Linked DNA regions of Ovis aries: regions 1 and 3 are each linked to region 2. The links are chromatin contacts, called in public Hi-C maps. All regions are on one chromosome and are shown on one strand. Each heading gives the region's core, a stretch centred on a gene start, on an enhancer-like site or on the middle of the called end of the contact. The rest is flanking DNA. Distances are from core to core; before and after follow the strand shown.

What was found. A called contact is a pair of places that touch in the nucleus more often than the background predicts.
Region 1: a contact with region 2 is called in a Hi-C map of tail adipose tissue, with 4 times the contacts expected there. The contact joins the enhancer-like site here to the promoter of KDM7A in region 2. A contact is called at or near these places in 5 of 16 Hi-C or Micro-C datasets (blood, mixed tissues and tail adipose tissue).
Region 3: a contact with region 2 is called in a Hi-C map of blood, with 5 times the contacts expected there. The contact joins the promoter of RAB19 here to the promoter of KDM7A in region 2. A contact is called at or near these places in 4 of 16 Hi-C or Micro-C datasets (blood, muscle, omental adipose tissue and 1 more).

What each region holds. Positions count from the first base shown.
Region 1 is chr4:105,160,008-105,164,366 of ARS-UI_Ramb_v3.0, forward strand. The region is part of intron 14 of SLC37A3 (solute carrier family 37 member 3); the gene reads right to left. Among named protein-coding and RNA genes, the nearest start is that of SLC37A3, 52 kb to the right of the region's middle. Within about 2 kb of position 1,579, at least 4 of the 54 cell types and tissues checked have an H3K27ac peak or open chromatin away from gene starts, as enhancers often do.
Region 2 is chr4:105,027,577-105,031,895 of ARS-UI_Ramb_v3.0, forward strand. KDM7A (lysine demethylase 7A) reads right to left here and starts at 2,219. Exons shown (of 17, transcript XM_060414895.1): 1 at 1,974-2,219. The coding sequence starts at 2,167. LOC105609820 (a long non-coding RNA gene) reads left to right here and starts at 2,439. Exons shown (of 2, transcript XR_001434620.4): 1 at 2,439-2,924.
Region 3 is chr4:105,219,682-105,223,608 of ARS-UI_Ramb_v3.0, forward strand. It overlaps RAB19 (RAB19, member RAS oncogene family), which reads left to right and starts at 1,611. Exons shown (of 5, transcript XR_006059708.2): 1 at 1,611-1,711.

The sequences.
Region 1 (4,359 bases), core at 329-2,828, 130 kb after region 2:
AGGGGACTCCCTGGCGGTCCAGTGGTTAGGACTCAAGAGTTCTCACCGCCAGGACCCAGTTTAATCCCTGGTTGGGGAACTAAGATCCCGCAAGCTATGCAACTTGGCCATGAATGAAGAACAAGGTAAGAGTAGGGACCGTGGTCAAGACGAAGGGGCAGAGCTGGCTCAGGTGGGCACGTGGCACTCCACGGCCGAGAGGAGGGAAGACCAGAGTCTGTCGGGTGGGAGATCTTCCCGAGCCTCAGGCGGAAGGACCAGGAAAGAGGGAAGAGATGCTCTTTAAAAAGGCAAACCTGGAGCGCGGAGGGGCACTCAGCCCAGCAGCAGGAGCGAGGCGGCAGGCAGTTTTAAGACAAAGCTTCGCAGCGTCTGGCCGGCCTCTCACCTGCGGGACTGCAGCTCAGAGGACAAGAGCTTTAGCACACCATATACCTTGGAAGGAAGCCTAGGACAAGATTCAAGTCAAACGAGAAGAGGACGCGTGGCATCACAGAAACCAACACTGATGTCAGAAGACCTGGGTTCTGAGTCAGTCCTGCTGTCCGATATTAGATGTGTGTCCCCGGGCAAAGCCATGAGCTTCTCAGAGCCTTAGCTCTCCAGTCTAAGGACCAGATCCATCCCCTCCTACGTCACAGGGGGTAGGACACAGCGATGGATAGGAGGGCACCTGCAAAAGTCGTGTGAAGGAAGGCAGGCAAGGAGGGAGGGAGGAAATGAGGCCAGGGAGATGAGAAGCTGAAAATAAACAAATAAAAGAGGTGCACACACATGAAGCATTGTTCTGGTGATGGTGGGAAGACCACACCCCTGGGGCTTAAGCACAGAATGCCCTTTCAAATGCTAGTCTTGACTTACACATACATTTGTATATAGTTATATGCGTGTGTGCAGTTGAAAGTACCACATAGTTTTATTATATATATACATAGTCACCTAGAATTATTTATAACACATATATAACAATTTAATTTGTATTATCTGTGTTCACACATATAAATTTCATACAGAATCTGATTTATTCTGGATATATGCTGAAACAAACTTGGTCACAGGAAATGATTGGGGCATTTATAGAAAAGCAAAAGGAAGATGGGGCTTCCTTGGTGGCTCAGACAGTAAAGAATCTGCCTGCAGTGCAGGAGACCAGGTTTCGATCCCTGTGTTGGGAAGATCCCCTGGAGAAGGGAACAGCTACCCACTCCAGTATTCTTGCCTAGAGAATCCCAGGGACAAAGGAGTCTGGCAGGCTACAGTCCACAGGGTCACAGAGACAGACATGACTGAGTGACTAAGCGAACACACACACACACATGGGCACACACACACACGGGCACACACACACGGGAACATGAACACATGGGAACACATGGGAACTCACACACGGGAACACGAACACACACAGGAACATGAACACATGGGAACACACACGGGAACTCACACACGGGAACATGAACACACACACGGGAAGGTAAACCAGCTGTCTTGATTAAATAGCTGCTGCAACCTTGGACATGGAGTTGACTCTTTCATATTCACAATGTAATTGAGGAAATGACAACTTAACCAGAAACAATCAGAGAATAAAATAAGGCAGTAAAACCACTCAGCCCGGGCAGACTTCATAGTCTACCTGCAATGGCTCAAGAAGTTCAAAGGAAAGAAAGAGCATTAGAAGGGGGTAAACAGGAAAAGCTCCATGGAGATTAACACATACACAGAACTATATATAAAACAGATACTCTGGATAGCACAGGGAAGTCTACCCAATATTTTTTAACAACCTATAAAGGAATAAAATCTGAAAAAGGATACACACACACATATAGATATAAAACGGAGTCATTTTGCTGTACACCTGAGACTAATACAACATTCTAAATCAACTATACTTCAATTTAAGTAACCTGGCCATTCACTGCAGGAAGCGGTATCCTAGTTAAAGCAAGAGGAAGGGCAAGGTGCAGGGTCAGGAAGACACACCCACTAGATGCCCTTTCCACTCTCATTTTCCTTCCACCTTTTCCAACATGATCAACATTTACTCAGCACCAACCATGCAAGAAACTAGGCATTGGGAGAAAACGACCAATAATCTCCTTGGAGAGTCAGATATAAAAATAGGTAAGCAGCTAAGCACCAAGTAAGTAATCTTACGCTCACTACCAAAAAAAGGCGAGACAGTGGATGCTAGTAAGGCTGGCTGGGAAGCTGTTCTTGGACCACATGTTGCTTGGCCAAGACTTGAAGGAAAAGTAAGACTCAGAAAACAGAGAGTTAAAAAGAGGTATTATGGATACAAAGTGTGAATCAACACAAGACGTTAAGCACTACAGTGTGAGTATATCAGTAAATACTGAACTGTACACTTAAAGTGGTTAAGAGCATACATTTTATGTTACATGTATTCTATCACAGTTAAGCTTTTTTTCATCTAAAAACCAAACCAAAAAACTGGTACTTCCTTACCAAAAAAAAAAAAAAAAAAGACATAAATACTGCCATTTGTAGCCAACTAATAAATGACTGGGCTTCCCTGGTAGCTCAGCAGTAAAGAATCTGCCTGTCAATCCAGGAGACACAAGTTTCCATCCCTGGGTTGGGAAGATCCCCTGGAGAAGGAAATGGCAACCCACTCCAGTATTCTTGCCTGGGAAATCCAATGGACAGAGGAGCCTGGCAGGCTCCAGTCCATGGGGAAGCAAAAGAGTCAGACACAACTTAGCAACTAAACAACAGTTAAGATGACCAGTCTGATTCTGTAGCAAGTTCGTGTAGAGGGACAGTGGGAGATTCAATTAAGAAATAGACAGAAGCTGGGCTGTGGGAAACCTCGGGCAAACAGGTACACCCGATTCTCTCAACCAAGGTTTCTAACTTTGTGTTCCAAGGATTGGCTTCAAGTTTTGGTCCACGAACACCCTGTAATAAGTCTTTTTTTTCCTCTCTAATAATTTTGCTTTTACTTTTGGCTGTGCTGGGTCTTCGTCACTGCGAGGGCTTTTCTCCAGTTGTGAAGCACGGGCTCCGGGGCTCACGGGCCTCTGCGGTCGCAGCTCTAGAGTACAGGCCCTAGTTGTGGCGCACGGGCTTGTCACTCCACGGCATGCGGCACCTCCTGGATCAGGGGTCGAACTTGAGCCTCCTGCATTGGCAGGCAGGTTGTTTACCACTGAGCCACCACGGAAGCCCCCTTGTAACAAATCTTGAATGTTTGATCTGGGGAGAGGGTACATGCGTTTTGGATTCTCAAAATGGCTTCTGACTTAGGAAAATTTGAAAACCATTCATGAAGGCAATTGGCAGTGTGGTCTGGGTGGGGACAGGATGGGGACTGAGGCTACATAAGTTGAGCTCACTTCCCTTGAGACTTGCTCTTAACTAAACACCAGATAGTATTATGTAAACAGGTGCCATACCTCTCTTTAGGACTTAACAGAACTATTGTTAGGATCTAAGAACAGCTCTCTGGGAAAGCTGGTGACCCCTATTACAGAAACTAGCAGAAGATGAACAGAGAAGAGAACCCAGTGAAAAAAAAACAGGCGGTAAGGAGATTCAATACATTGAAATGCCGTAAAAGCCAAAGGAAAAAAAGTCCTGGAGAAGACGAAAGGGTTACCGGCATCAAGTTTAAGAGGAAGATTAAGAAAGGAATGAGAAAAAAGAGATTGCTAAGTTCTATGACATCCCGTTGCACTGTTTCTGTAGTGATACAAAAAAAAAGGTCAGAAGTTAAGGGTAAGATATCCAAACTAGAATACTTGGGAGAGCAGAGAGGCGCTGTTAATTATGACATCATTATGTCAGAGCATCAGATGTAAACCAGGACTGTCCTGGATGAATGGAAATACAGTTAGTTCCCTAGTTGAGGAGGAAGTACAACAGCCAGGAAGGCAGCAGATACCATCTGTTAACGCAAAGGACTTGGTCTTGAAAAGGAAAATAGGACATAAGTCAGAAGAACTAGTCGGGATAAGAAAGGGCTGTGTCAGCTACCTACGTGGGAGATGGGAGGACGTCGAAGGTTGAAAAGGAGAGGGAAGGAGTGGACAAGAACATCTTGTACCCTCTGTCTCGCTGAACATAACACACAAAGGGGTGGGCCCTCAAGACACTTGTGAGTGTTGACCGTGGGGACCATCCTCCAGGAAGCAGCAAAGAAAGCCGGAGTGGAGAGGGGCCCTTCTCCCTTTGAAATGATAAGGAAGGAGAAAGGGCTTCCCAGGTGGTGCTAGTGGCAAAAAAAAAAAAACCCTGCCTGCCAGCACAGGTGATGGAAAAGACGTGTGTTTGATCCTTGGGTCGGGAAGATCCCCTGGAGGAGGAAATGGCAACCCACTCCAGTATTCTTGC
Region 2 (4,319 bases), core at 969-3,468:
AAAAATAAGTATTTGCATAATCACCAGGGATTCGGGATTTATTCTGCAGGGAACCTAGATTTCTGGATCATCTCTATTCTGGTTGCGTATGATGGGAAAAGAGGATATAGAGATAGAACTGGCAAGACTTGTATCTTCCTATTTCAGTTTTACGTACAACCAAAATAAAGGAAAAGCATCCGTTCCAAGTAACGAAAAAAAACTTTGGAGAATTTGTTTTTAATTACAAGCAGTACGCTGTAATAACACTTCCAGCATATACCAGACTGTGAAAAGAGGATCTGCTATACAAAGCAAGGACGCTGTCTTACTTTTACGTTGACAATTTTTTGGTTTTACTCTCCTTCTGTTGTTGCTGTCAGAATTCGGCAACCTGAAAACGGATCAAGTAAAACTAGCTGTACTTGAAAATTAAGTAAAACTAACTGTACCCAGCGCTCAACACTGACAGGAACGCTGTCCGTGAACTGGTTTTCTCTCCCAGGGCCAGTAGAGGGAGACCAAGACATCTGGCCTGGTCGTGTAGTGTTTCTGCAAAATTGGGGAGGGGGGGGAGCGGAGGCTGTATTTAAATGTCCTGCTGTCAATCAAAGGACACTTCCTACAATCACAGTCACCATATCTGCTATTACCCGCGAGCGTACTCTCGCCCAGAAACACCCCGAAACGGGGCTCGGGAAACCTGCTTCACCTAAAAGTGACCGCAGGCCTTGCCACAACACCCAAATAAGGACTTGGGGAGCCCAACCTCAACTAGTTTCTTTGTTTAAATGCCTGCGAATCCCTCCCACGCCGGAGTCAAGAGGCTGTGGCGCCGCCCTTTATTAGCCTCACACTTTGATTACAAAACACACGAGTCGGCGGCTCGGCGGCGGGGGCGGCCCGAGCTCTCACAAACGTCAAACCCGAGACACAGGCGGCGGCCGAGGCAGAGGGCGACGCTCGCCGCCCCCGCCACCCGCCCCGAAGTCCCCACCAGCCGGCCAAAGTTCGCCCGCACCAGGCGCCCCGGGCGCTGGCCCCCCAGTCGCCGGCCCCCGGTCGCCGTCCCCTCGGGCGATTGGGGACGTTTCACTCTTTGTAACAAAGTTTGAGCCGCGGCGCGGGGGCGGCCGCGGGGGGTTGGGGGCGCGAGGCTGTCCCTTCGGGCCCCGCTGCCCACTCCATCCGCTCCACCCCCGCCGGGACGGGCTGAGCCGCTCCGGCGGCTGGGGGCCGAGACCCGAGCCGCCCGCCGTCCCGCCCGGGACCCCCGGCCCGAACTTCCGACTGGCATCTCTCTCGAGTCCCCGCAAGTGCCTCCTCATCTGTTGCTCTGTTTACTCCGCTGGAGCCCCGCCGGGCCGGCGCTGCCGACGCCCCCGTCCCAGCGCCCCACGGCCGAGGAAGTTTGATAAAAAGCCCGGGGAAGGGGGCGCGACCGCGACCCGCGGGCGGGCGGGCGGCTGAGGCGAGGAGGGCAATTTCTGGAGACCCCCGGGTCGGGGCCGACCACTCGCTGCCCGGAAGGAAGGAGCGGTGGCCGGTCGGGCAGGGCGGTCGGCCGGGTGGCGACTCCGGGCCGGGAGCCCCGGCCGGGCGGGGCGGCGGCCGGGCTGCGGGCGCGGCGGGCCGGGCCGGGCCGGCGCTCCGCCCGCCGCCTCCGCTGGCGCCTGCCCCGGCCGCGTCCCCTCGCCCCGGTACCCCCCCTGCCAACTTCTCGGCCGGTCCCCTTTGTTCCCGTTTGTTGTGGCGACTCTTCGGCCGGCCGGGCGATCCCACCAGCCCCCTCTAAGCCCGCCGGGCGCCCGGCGAGCCCGGGGCCCCGCGCGCCCCGCTGCCCGGGCCGGGGGGCTCGGCACCCGGGCCCGTGGGCGCTCGGTGCGGCGCGGCGGCCGGGCGGCCGGCGGCGCGAGCGGCCGGCGCGGCGACGGCGACGGTTGGCCGGTGGCCGGCGGCGGCGGCGGCGGCGGGGTTGGAGGGGGTTTATTTACCTGCCGTGGAACCAGTCCTTGCAGATATCGCACTCGATCATGAAGCGGTTCACGTCGTACGGCTGCCGGCACACACAGTACACCGGCGGGGGCGGCGGGGCTGCCGAGGCCCTGCCCGGAGCCGCCACCGACACGGCTGCCGCGGCGGCTCCAGCTGCTGCTCCCGCGGCCACCGCCGCCGCCGCTCCGGCCATCTTTAAAAAACACACACACACACACGCTCGCTCGCTGCTCCGCTTGCAGACTGGAGCGAGCGCAGCCGCCAGCCAGCGCCGCCTCCTGCAGCAGCCGGAGCAGCAGCCGCGGCGGCGGCGGCGGCGGCGGCGGCGGCGGCGGCGGCAGCGTCTCAGTGCGCGCGCGCGAGGCCGCAGCCGGGCCCGGAGGGGGCGGGCGGCGGGCGGCGGCGCGCGCACGCCGCCAGGGGACCGAGCCCGGCTCCTTCCGGCGCTCCGCGCGAGGCCGCGCGTGTCGCGCACGTCGTTCTGCCGCCCGGCGCGCGCGCCCGCTCCGCTCGCGTCGACCGGGCGGAGGGAGACTCGCTGAAGGGCACGCGGGACGAGGGAGGCGGAGGGAAGCAGAGGCTCCCTGAGGACACGCGCGGCGGCGCGGGGCGCGCGGCCCCGGGAGGAGGGCTGCGGGTGCGTGCGAACGGCCGGCTCCGGCGTTTCTGAGTGACCGCGGAGGCCGGGGAAGTTCCTGCGCAGTGGAAAGCGGCGCGCTACGTCTGTGCCATGGACCCGGGACCCGAGGAAATTAAAGCCCCGCCGGGGCCATCTCCCGACCCCTGGAGTATCTTAAATCAATTAACCTCCGCCGGTCCGAGCCGAGGGTTAACAGCACAACGATCTGCTTAAGTCCTGTTGAGGGGCAGGAGTGTGCTTCCAACTTCCAAAAACGTCCCACCCGAATTCCCACCGACCAGCCAGGAATGTAGTGTTGATGGAGCCACTGGTAGGTGAAGGAGGTTGTTCCCGAGAGGAATTCATTTAATGTCTGGGAGCGGAGAGGAACCAGTCTTGAAATGTGGTGGGTGGAGAAAGGACCGGAGAGGAATCTGGCGTGCTTGTAAACAACACGACTTAGATGCGAATACTTAGATGAGTTCCAAGTTTGGAAAACAGTAATAAAGTTCTAAGTGACAGTGACACGTCGGAAAGGGACTGCTAGAAAAACGGTAATACGGGACTTGGCAGATAATAGGCCACTAATAAATAATTTTGAATGATGAGACTGATAATAAAAACAGCTAACACATCCAATAGGAATGGATTGCCTTGGTATCATAATTAGGCGAGTTGGATGTTAAGAATTATGGAACATTGTAATTTAACTATACTTCAATAAAATTATATATATGTGTATATATATATATATAGGAATTATGGGAACAGATGTTCACAGCTACATTTCGAAGGCATGTCTATCATTGATTAAAAAAAAAACAAACCCGTAACTGCCATCTCAGCCCAAGGCAGAGAATCACTGATACCTAGTCTAACCTTTTTATAATTGAGGAAAGCAATTAACTTGCTTAAAGTCTCAGAGCTGGGCTTGAACTAAAGTTTTTAAGTTTCTTGATTCCAGTCCTTTTTCTACCACACCATTGCTTGTCTCATATTTTGCATGAAAAGAAACACCTGGAAGTCAGAGTTGACCACAGAGTGAATGAGTTTGAAACCTGTTTCTGCTAGTGAAAAAAGAAAAGTTACTGTAATTTCGGCATAAGTTTAGAGGCATCCTGGACTGGGGTAGTGAAGAGCCTTACATTCAAATCCTGTTTTGTCGAAGCTGTGTGACTTTGAGCAGGTTAGTCTGTTTCTCTTGAATTAGATTTTGAAGATCTCTTGGAAGAAAAATTATGGATAATAATATCTTACTTAACTACCTCACAGAGACTTTATCACAAGCAGAAGAGACCATGTATTTTTAAAAGTACACTGTAGAGGATGTGTGTTGTCATAGAAGGGGAGGCAGTAGAAACTGTCATGTTGGAGTCATGATGAGAAGGGCATTCAGACAGGGAGGTGGCCTGGTATGGGGGTGTTCTTGGTGCTAGAGGAACCACCTGGCCTTGGGATGTCAGCATGGATGGAGTGAGAGGGTAGCCAAGCAGAGGAGGAGACAGCAGTGATGATTAGAGATAGGTAATGTACAAGAGGATTGATAAGTAAATATATTAAGGAAAATGGGAGCTAATTTCTCACTGTTGAGAAAGAGAGTTAGAAATATGGAAAGGAAACTAAAATGAAACTTGTAGTAGTGAACTGGTAATAGAGGTATCAATCTATTTCTATTTATAGAAATAAATATAGTTATATAAGTCCATGCATACTCTGTCCACCAAGA
Region 3 (3,927 bases), core at 361-2,860, 190 kb after region 2:
TGCTTTACCTGCCAACATTGGGTTTATCCTCCCTGAGAGGTTCCTGGGGATACATGTGTGTTCACTCGATCAGTTGTGTCTGACTCTTTGTGACCCCATGGACCATAGCCTTCTAGGCTCCTCTGTCCATAGGATTTTTTCAGGCAAGGACACTGGAGTGTGTTGCCATTTCCTCCTCCAGGGGATCTTCCCAATCCAGGGATCAAATCCGAGTCTGCTGTGTCTCCTGCGTTGGCAGGCGGATTCTTTACCACTGTGCTACCTGGGAAGCCCTCCTGGGGATATAAGAATACATATAACTGATTCACGTTGTTGTTCAGCAGAAACTAACACAGCATTGTAAAGCAATTATACTCTAATCAAACATTTTTGTTTAAATTTAAAAAAAGAGAGGTTCCTGCAAGTGATATGTAAATGGAACTTTGGATAAGATAAATCATCATTTACAGTTTCTCTAAAGAAATGTTGCTGTGTAGTGAATAAACTGTCCTCTCTTTCAGTGCCAGGCCTCTACACGCAGTAAGAAGTACATCTTACATCACCCCCGGCACACACCTCCCTGTTCACAACTGACACAAACAGTTCAGGAAAACAGGAATGCATTCTGAATTGTTTTCTTCATCTCTTTGGTAAAAATGCTGGTTACAGCCCACTGAAATTGACTTCGTGACTCATAATGAGTCTCAGCCCACAGTTTGAAAACACTATGCCAGTTTCGTATTTTATCAATCCAGATGTTCTGTTTTGCATGTGGTGCTTGCGGCTTAACTGCCTACTCGGCACATTCTACATAGTGGAGCCGAGCTAGTCCCCAGGCTGGGAGAAGCAGAGACTCTTCCAGACTCTGTGGGGGGAGAGTCAAAAAGGAAAATTCAGCTCAGCTTGATGCCTCCATGGCCACCATCGGGAACTGACGGATGCCAGGTCTTCTTAGAAATTAACCTTTGTTTTGGGGTAGATTTTGAGGGGGGAAGGAAACATTTTTTCCAGCTTTGAAAGAAAGAAAAGATAGCGCTAAGTCGTGTCCAACTCTTGCGACCTATGGACTGTAGCCTGCCTGACTCCTCTGTCCATGGGATTTTCCAAGCAAGAATACTGAAGTGGGTTGCCATTTCCTTTTCCAGGGGATCTTCCCAATTTAGTTCTTCAGTCTTCTCTTTGATCACCTCCTTTCGCTCAGTGACTCCTCAGCAAAGGTTATTCAAGCCCACAAAACAATTAAATGACTCAAAACCCAGGTCTGTAGTCCCCTTTAATTTGTTGTCCTTCAACTAGCCAGCCCCACCCAGGCAAACAGGGGACACCAGGAAAAAATGGGGATTGGGGCCGCCCAAGAGAAGGCAAGCAGAAAAAAGGAACAGGGTGGCTCAGTAGGTGTTGGCTGATACAGCTGGCTAGTCCTTTTCGTTCGGGCTGTGATGGATGACATGGGATGCTCCACGCTCAGAGGAAAGTTGACTTAGCGTGGCGGGTGTGGCCAGGACCTCACCCCGCGCTTTGTACCCAGTGGCAGCTCCTCCGGGTGGCGGGGGAGGGGGTGAGGAAGGAAGGTTTACACTTTCCTTTCGGTTTCTCGAGCCACTAAACCTGACACCTGGGGACAGAACTACAGTTCCCACCACACCTCGAGGCAGGAGGAAGAAGGGGCACGGAGGGCCAAAAGGAAAACCAGGAGAAAGAGCAAACACCTGCTGGCAGGCGTGAGCAACTGGTGAGCAACAGGTGGAGGCTGCAGGATGGAGGGTTTTGCGGCGGGTGGACATGGCTCTTTTCTCCTTGCAGGGCGTGTGAAGGGGGCTTTTGCAGAAAGCCTGAGAACTTACTGGGGGAGGCGGCCGGGGTCGGGGGAGAAGTAAGATTTCAGCTCACATGACAGTGGTTAGACACCGGAAGTAGAATGGCTTTCTTCATTTGAAAAGCCAGAGGGGGGAAAAGTGGTTTGGCTGTTTCTCTTTTTTGCTGGATCATGCGGCCACAGTAGCTTCAGGGAACCTCCTTCATTCATTTAAAGCTTAGAGTTTTTAAGTATAGATTTTAATTTGTGTGATGATACAGACTTGTCATGTTCTATGACTTTTGAGAAGACCAGAAAATAAAACTCGGAGAAATGAAGAAGGGTGTCATAGACAGGGACAATTTGTAGCACATCAAATTTAGTTATCAAACAGGATAAGCTTTCATGTATTTTTATGAGACATTTGATGAGGAGACGAAACACAACTGAAGAACAGTCAAAGGGTCTGGGATATCTGCTTCAAGGGGACCTGCTTGCTGCTCCAAATGTCTGCTGGGCTGTCGTGTGGACTAAGAATCCTGGCGTAGCATGAGGGTCCATGGTTAGAAACCTCAAAGACATAGATTTCAACCCTACGTAAGAGCTGTGCACACAAAATTGATTTTTGTCAGGAGGTAGTGAGCTCCTTGTGATCTGAGATGTTGAAGTGTAGATGGATGTTTAAGCAGAGATGCTGAGGGCAAGAATAAAGTTTCAGGTGGTTGACTGTGCTGGTTGATGCTTCCCAAACCTGGCTGCTTATCAAAATCACCTGGGAGTGTGTGCATGTTTTTACATCTATTTAGCAGATCTGAGATGGGCTCCGGAATATAGATACATATATTTTTAACTCTTTTATTATTTATTTATTTTTGGCTGTGCTGGATCTTCATTACTGTGTGCAGGCCTTCTTCAGCTGCAGTAAGCAGGGGCTATTCTCTAGTTGCGGTGCTCAGGGTTTTCACTGCGGTGGCTTCTCTTCTTGCAGAGCACAGGCTCCAGACACACGGGCTTCAGTAGTTATGGCACATGAGCTTAGTTGCTCGAGGTATGTGGGATCCTCCAGGACCAGGGATCAAACCTGTGTCTCCTGCATTGGCAGGCAGATTCTCTACCACTGAGCCACAGGGAGGTCCCTGTATATTTAATTATTTGATTACCTTCCCAGGTAATTCTGATAGTCAGTTAGAGAGACACTGTCATAAGGAACTTTTTTTCCAGCCTGTGGCAGAATACAGCACAAACATTCGAACCACCGGGTTTTTCATTTGTTTGTGCCTTTTGTTTTGTTTGGCTACGCTGCACAGCTTGTGGGATTCTGGTTCCCAGCACAAGCATGGAACCCAAGGCCTGGGCAGTGAAAGTGCAAAGTCCTGACCACTGGACCGCCAGGGAATTCCCCACAGTTTTCATTTTGGGTATTCTCAAAATCATAATTTCCCAGACAAGAAGAGCCTTTCTGAAACTGACTTCTCTGTTAAGCGTCCTTGGTGTTTGTTGCTAGTTGCCTGGACATTCAGACTTGCAGTGGTTTGTCTTCCTCCCGTGTGACATGGAGACAGGCTGAGCCCACCTTCCGCAACTGATGTTGTTCAGTTGCTCAGTCCTGCCCAACTCTTTGCGACCCTGTGACTGCAGCATGGGTCTGCAGTGTCCTTCACTGTCTCCCAGAGTTTGCTCAAACTCATGTCCATCGAGTGGATGATGCCATCCAGCCATCTCATCCTCTGTTACCCCCTTCTCCTCCTTCCCTCAATCTTTCCCAGCATCAGGGTTTTTTCCAGTGAGTCGGCTCTTCACATCAGGTGGCCAAAGTATTGGAGCTTCAGCTTCAGCATCGGTCTTTCCAATGAATATTGAGTCAATTTTCTTTAGGAACCAGTCAATCCACCTGATAAATGGCAGGTAAAACACACCTGCTGAGCCAGGCCACAGGGTGTGTGGGATCTTAGTTCCCAGACCAGGGATCAAACCCTCGCCCCCTGCAGTTGGAAGCACTGAAAGCGCAGAGTCTTAACCACTGGACCACCAGGGAAGTCCCAGTCAATGCTACCATCTGAGAGTGGGCCCAGACCGTAGAACCCCTTCATTCCAAGGTCACTCCTAAAGTAGCACCAACTCACCTAGGACAGGTGGGGTTTGTGGGGGCAGCT